2 separate regions of the Ovis aries genome follow, and region 1 is linked to region 2. A link is a contact called in public Hi-C data. All regions are on one chromosome and are shown on one strand. The core of a region is the stretch at or near the end of the contact, and the rest is flanking DNA. Distances in the headings are between cores, read along the strand shown. Region 1 holds the start of GPM6A (glycoprotein M6A). Region 2 overlaps GPM6A (glycoprotein M6A).

Region 1 (3,470 bases), core at 594-3,093, 39 kb before region 2:
ACAGGTTTCTCAGGAGGCTGGTCAGGTGGTCTGGTATTCTCATCTCCTTAAGAATTTTCCACAGTTTGTCGTGGAGAATCCACACAGTTAAATGCTTTAGTGTAGTCAATGAGGCAAAAATCGATGTTTTTCTAGATTTCTCTTGCTTTTTCTATGATCCAACAATTGTTGGCAATTTGACCTCTGGTTTCTCTGCCTTTTCTAAATCCAGCTTGTATATCTGGAAGTTCTCGTTTCATGTAATGTTGAAGGCTATCTTGAAGGATTTTGACCATTATCTTGCTAACATGTGAAATGAGTGCAATTGTGTGGTAGTTGGAACATTCTTTGGCATTGCCTATCTTTGGGATTAGAATGAAAACTGACCTTTTTCAGTCATGTGGCCACTGCTGAGTTTTCCAAATTTGCTGGCATGAGTGCAGCACTTTAACAGCATCATCTTTTAGGATGTGAAATAGCTCAACTGGAATTCCATAACCTTCACTAGCTTTGTTCATAGTGATGCTTCCTAAGGCCCTCTTGACTTCACATTCTAGGATGTCTGGCTCTAGGTGAGTGACCACACCATCGTGGTTGTCCCCAAAAGCTGTGCTTATGAATTAATCTCCAAACATTCATCATTTATCTTTCTTGGATCCAGTATAAGTTTATTCTTTGCTGCAGTCACAGCTCATTTAGTCAGTTTCCAGAAGGGTGATGCTTTTCTCAATGGGATATTGAACACTTTTATCAACTACTTCCTTTCCCCACCCATAAGAACAACTTTCTATTTCCATTTAACTGAAATGCATTTGCAATATCCTTCCAGGAGTGTGTCTCTTCCATTACGTGAAGAATAGCTGTGCAAACGTTTCTGTGCCATGTTAATGATGTGCTCAGCATTTCTTCATGTTTTTCTGCCAAACATGCTCTTAATTATTTTTCTCCATTATTTAGCAATGTTCCTGGAAGTTAGTAACCATGCACTTTATTTCATTCTTCTGCTGTTTATGGCATAGATTTGTGTATTTTAGGGTGTGTCCTGTATGAAAAAGTAGCTTAAGACACTTCGGGGACTGACTTACTGAAATAACTCTCCAGTATGAATCCTGTAAGAACTAGGCCAATAACCCAAAGAATTATATAATTTCTTTTTTTTTTTTTTTTAGCTTGAGGGACCTTAGAGATCACTTTTTCCAGATCTTTCATTTTACAAATTAGGAAACTGAGTCCTCTTGTATTAGTGGTAGAGCAGGAATCACCACCTCGTCCTCCAGTTGGCAAGCCCAGTGCTTTTCTAGCAGCATCTACTGCTCCTTGCACTGAGTCATTTATTTTCCAGGTGACTTTTGCATATTGTGATGTGTGTGTGGCGGGGAGGGACGTTACAGCCTTGCCAGGTTATAGAAACGAACATATGTAACATAGAAGAAAGAAGAGAGATATAAATTCATGGGAGAATTTTCTCTTCCTGTTACCTTAACATTGTTATTTAGGGAAAAACTAGTGTATTGAAAGCAAGAGAAGATTTTTAGGGAAATCATCCTATCAAACTCCTCTGGAATCAGCTTTCCTGGTTAGGGTTTCCAGGTTACAGGTTATGATCTTGGCTACCAGGTCATCCGTGTGCCCTGAGACGCGGCGAGCGTGTAATGTGGATTCAACGTATTCCAGGGGGAGGTGTTTGCAAGTGGCCGGCCAAGTGGACGTGATCAGGGCGGGAAAGGGGCCCGGGGAGGGGAGCGGCGGGAACCGCGAGGCCACAGCCAGTTGTCCGCCGAGCAGGTGGGAAGAGGGAGGGGTCTGCGCGGCCGCCGGGTGCCAGGAGCCCCGGCAGCCGGCTCCGCTGGGAGGGGCGAGGCTGTCACTCGCGCGGCGCGGAGCAGGAGAGGCGCGCGGAGCTCTCGGGCCCGCGCTGCGTCGGCCGCCAGCGCTCGGAGGGGCCGCCGGGCAGCGGGACGCGGCGCCATGGGTGAGTGTGCAGCCCGCGGGGCGCCCCGGGGCTCGGCCGCGGGAGGAAAGCGGGTGTCGGCCGGCCGGCCTGGGATTGCACTCCTCCCCGCAACAGCCTGTGGACTTTTCTCCGGGAGCCAGGCGGCGGGAGCAGGGTGGCACTCGGAGGTGGGCGCCGGGGGAGGACCGCGGTCCAGAGGGCGTCGCCGCGCGTGGGCGTCACGGGGGGCGCAGAGTTCGAGGCTGGGGGGCTGTCCCCACGTGCGCCCCAGGAGCCCGCTGAGACGGGGCGCGGGGAGTGGGGACTTCGCGCAACTTCACTCGCACCGGTTTGCGTGCGGTCAGGCGCCGGGGCAGGGCGAGGAGGGGCACTTTCCAGCCTCCGCCTCCACCGGGTGCCTTCGTTGCGCAAAAGGCTGCAAGTTAAGGCTGAAGGCTGACCTGCCTCGGGGTGCGACCCCGTCCAGGTCCCAGGGCGCTGGGGTGCGCGCGCGCCGCTCCGCTCAAGTTTCTAGACCGACTGCCCCCCGCCCCCGCTTCCGCTTTGGAGTTTCGGGGCGGCACCTGGGTGTGAGTGGCTGGGGTGGGGGAACCCGGTGCGGGACCGGTGCCGGAGGAGGTAGCGTCCCAGGAGAAGAGCTCGGAGCCGCGCGCGGGGGGCGAAGGGCTGGAACCACGCATCCCGCAGGCGCGGTCCAAGGAGCCGCCGGCGCGGCGGCTTTTCGTGCTGATTAGGGATCGGCGGGCAGCCCGGACTGACCCTTCAGTGCCAGCGTTCTCGTTTCTTCTCGGCCAAGTCCATTACGCCCCTCCCCCGGCCTCTCCCTTGTCCTTTGTTGTGAGGGATTTCTTCCAGAGTGAGGGAGGCCTTGGGGATTGACGTGCTCGGGTGGAAATTCCTAAGTTCCCACAGGCTCCAGGGGTAGGGGTGCTCTGACTGCTAATCGGTGGATTTTATAGACGGTGGCCAACTTGGAAGAAAGGAGGACAGAGAAAGCTGAGGACATTTTTGCCTATGAATGTTAACTGTGGTCAAGACATCCATAGTCTGTTGCATGACCCTGGAAAAGTTTTAAAAAGTCCTATTTTTAAGGGCCTGTGAATAAACTAGCCTTGCAAATGATCTGCAGCATGAGCTGTCTTTAAAAAGTTTTCTGAAACAGAAGGAAAATGTTCCATTTAAAAGGGAAAGATAAAACACTTTTTCCCCCAAGCATGGCAGAATGAGTTTCAGGCTCTCTCTTTTGTTGTACATGGTCATATAAACTCTTGTTAGAATAACACATAGAGAGGAAAAGCTCTCATAAATGGGAAAACCCAACATAATTGACTTTCAGTGAAGTAATCTATTCACTTCACTGAAAGCATTTAAGATGCTATTTTGTATACTGCATAAAGTCTCCAGGAAGAGTGACCTTAAGCTTGAGTGGACTGTCTATCCAAGGGTAAGGTGCACATAATTTTGAAGTTAATTATTTCCCCAGCTTGCATTTCCAAACTATAATGAAGAAGGTAGGTCTTGGCTTTTACCTCAACAA
Region 2 (3,305 bases), core at 703-3,202:
ACAGGTCACAACTTTAAGTCTTTCTTCTAGTTAGCTGTTGCTTCTTTCCTCTGCAGTTAACCCGTGTGAGGGAATTCTGTATTTGAGTCATATTGATGCTTTGTATAAGATTTAGTGGAATAATCAAAATTCCCTAGTTTAAATTTTCTAAAATCAGTCTAGAGAGGTGGAGCAAGAAGAGGTGTATCTGTCTGCTGCCATAACAAGATCCCATAAACTGGGTGGTATTTCGTGCAGTTCAGCAGATTGGAGGTCTGAGGTCAGGGTGCCAGCGTGGTCGATTTCTTGGTGAGGGCCCTGATTGTGATTCACAGATGGCCATCTTCTCCTTGTAGTCTCACATGGCAAAGAGAAGCAGAACATCTCTCTCATGCCTCTTTCATTCCTTTTAAGGGCACTAATCCATTCATGAGGGCTCCACTCCCAGGAGCTAATCAGCTTCCAGAGGCCCCACCTTCCAACACCGTGACACATGGGGAGTTAGGATATTAACAGGAATTTTGGGGACGACACTAACATTCAGTCCATAACATGAGGATTCCATGATCTTGGAGAAAGGATTACAAAGCTCTCTTCTTCATGGGGCTTATTAAACTGCAAGCAATATCCTTAGGCATCCTTGCAACTGCTGCCTCGGAAATGAGGTGTGGTTGGAAAGAGAACAGGTGTCCTATGGCTAGGTGCTATGTTAGCACACAGCGCTGCAGAGAAGGAGTGAAACTTCATTCATTCACTCTCTTTCATATGTTAACTCACCCAACATTCAGTAGTTATTTAAGTGTCTCTTGTGTTTCCAGATATTTATCTAGAACTCTACAATATGATGGAAAGCTGAGACTATAAAGTTTTCTATTTTCTCAACAAAAAGTTGTAAGAAGACAATATAATGTATTTGAAAAAAATACTCAGACCTCAGTCCTAATGTGATTGTTCAATTAAAATCTTGTTTGTCTTCGGTTCAGTCATTTGCATTTTTAAATTTTAGCCAAGTGGTCATAATACCTGTTCCCTTGGTCATTCATTTGGAGAAGCAAATGAATTATGAATGTAAAAATCTTTGAAGTGAAAATGTTGGTTGTTTTAATCTTGTCCAATTTTTACAACCCCATGGAGTGTAGCCTGCAGGCCCCTCTGTCCATGGAATTCTCCAGGCAAGAATACTGGAGTGGGTAGCCATTCCCTTCTTTGCAGAATATATATTATTACTTATTATCAAGACTCATTAAAAAATACATTTGAGATTTGCAAGATGCCTGTATGATCTTTCCTCTTGGGGAGGCATCATTATTTTTGAGTTGTTCAGATTTAGGAAACAAGTGAAGGTGTTTTTAAATGACTTTCTTCAGTAGAAGTTCTCCCTCTAGTGGTTGCTGTGGAAATCACACTAGAAGTTTCTAATGGTACAAATGGAAAACAAACTAAGGAGAACAGAAAAAAATAAAAATTACTCTGAATTATTGAGAAGATGTTAGCTATTTTTAAAAGGCTCTCCAGTTGGAGCTTTAACATTTTGTGACAGGCAGTTTTTGAAAATGAGGAAGCTCCTTCTCTGGTATCTCATTGATTTGAATGGAGACAATGGTTGAGACGTCTCTGGTTTGAAAGAAGCAATAGAGAAGGCAGCCCTCTTCACTCAGCAGGTGCACGTGGGACACGGTCAGCTCCAGGTCCTGACATGCTGTGCCTGTCCTGTTCTGTGTCCAGTACAGCAGGGAGCTGCAATCTTGGCTTCCTCGCAGGAAGCTGAACGGAAGTTCTGGGTGAGTAAGCCTATTTGGACTTTCTAACTGGTACTTTTTAAGAAATGATTCCAAAAGGAAAAAAAACAGATTTTTTTCAATTTGTTGGGAAGATTGATACATTTAAGAATCCAGCCCCTAACATGGCCTAACCAGGTCCCCTGTAGGCTCTCCCTTGCCGGCCGAGCACCGTCCTGTTCTGCTCTTTGCTCCCCAGGGTCCAGACATGCTGTCATCTCATGTCCTCAGATGCTGCACAGTTGGCCTTGCTGTTCCCTATTCTTGGGATGCTCTTCATCACATCACTGGCTCCTATGCCCTGAAACCTCCCCTGCCTCAAGAAGGTCTTCCCTGACCGGCCTAGCAAAGCAGCCTTTTAGCAGTTCATCCCTGTCACGCCACCCAGAGCTCCTGCAGCAGTCTAGTCAGCTTGCCTGTTTCCTGGCTGTATCCCTACCCAGAATGGAAGGGACACGAGGAGGAGATGTGTCTGTCTTATTCACGCTTGTATCCCAGGACTGAGGACAGTGCTTCCCATCTGGCAGATGCCTCATCTGGGCTGACGCAATGAACACAAGAACGGAAAATGATACTATCATCAACTCCTTGGTGCCAGTCGCTTAAAGCTTGTTTTGAAACGTTAAATAGTCTTTGGTGCCTTATCTTAGTTGAGACTTTCCACCTTTGAAATCACTTAACTTCCTAATTTACTTCCCATTGAAATACGGGCTGTAAAAGGTTTGTGATTCTATAGGTGCTGTCGCTTCAGTCGTATCCGACTCCTGGGAAGCCCACCTGTATTCCTTATACAGAAGCTCTATTCCAGAATTATGAAATTTAAAGTGAGAGTCACTCAGTTGTGTGGGGAAAATGTTTAGTGAGTTCTTATTGTGCGGAAAGGGACTTGCCAGATGGCTCTAGTGGTAAAGAACCCACTTGCCAATGCAGGAGGCATAAGAGACTCGGGTTCTATCCCTGGGTCGGGAAGATCCCCTGGAGGGGCCATGGCAACCCACACAGGATTCTTGCCTGGAGAATCCCCATGGACAGAGGAGCCCGGTGGGCTATGGTCCATGGGGTCACAAAGAGGTTGAACATGACTGAAGTGACTTAGCACAGCACCACACATTGTGCTAAACAGGAACATCATGTCTTTATTTCTGTGTCTTTCATTAAATTCATCCGATTCTAACAGCTTATTTAGTGATACGTTATTTTTTTTACAGGAAGCTATTTCATAAATTATAGTTGTTTTTCTGAAACTTACGCTATTGCATCTTGCTGCATCTTCCATAAAGAGATAATTACTGTTCACACCCACATTCTTGGCTTCCTCAGTCTTTTCTAGCCTCAATAAATTATAAGAAAAAAAAACCACCCAAACCTCTTCTCAAATGGCTTATTTTTTATACCTGTCATCAGTTTTGACTGATGTTCTCTTTTGAAACTGCTTTAAATATTCCTCCTATTTCTGCATGGTTTTGAGACTAAAAAACGTACTCAAAGGCCAGGGATTCCAGGGAGCTGGGAGGTCTGGACCGCGGTCTCCCCCAGACTGCCCTGGGA

What was found. Hi-C and Micro-C count contacts between places; a contact is called where the count stands out from the background.
Region 1: a contact with region 2 is called in a Hi-C map of hypothalamus, with 3 times the contacts expected there. The contact joins the promoter of GPM6A here to the enhancer-like site in region 2. A contact is called at or near these places in 6 of 16 Hi-C or Micro-C datasets (blood, hypothalamus, muscle and 2 more).

Annotation. Positions count from the first base shown.
Region 1 is chr26:6,810,349-6,813,818 of ARS-UI_Ramb_v3.0, reverse strand. It overlaps GPM6A (glycoprotein M6A), which reads left to right and starts at 1,843. Exons shown (of 8, transcript XM_060407199.1): 1 at 1,843-1,951.
Region 2 is chr26:6,772,053-6,775,357 of ARS-UI_Ramb_v3.0, reverse strand. The region is part of intron 2 of GPM6A (glycoprotein M6A); the gene reads left to right. Among named protein-coding and RNA genes, the nearest start is that of GPM6A, 38 kb to the left of the region's middle. Within about 2 kb of position 1,952, at least 10 of the 54 cell types and tissues checked have an H3K27ac peak or open chromatin away from gene starts, as enhancers often do. A contact at or near this core is called in hypothalamus, where this site is marked.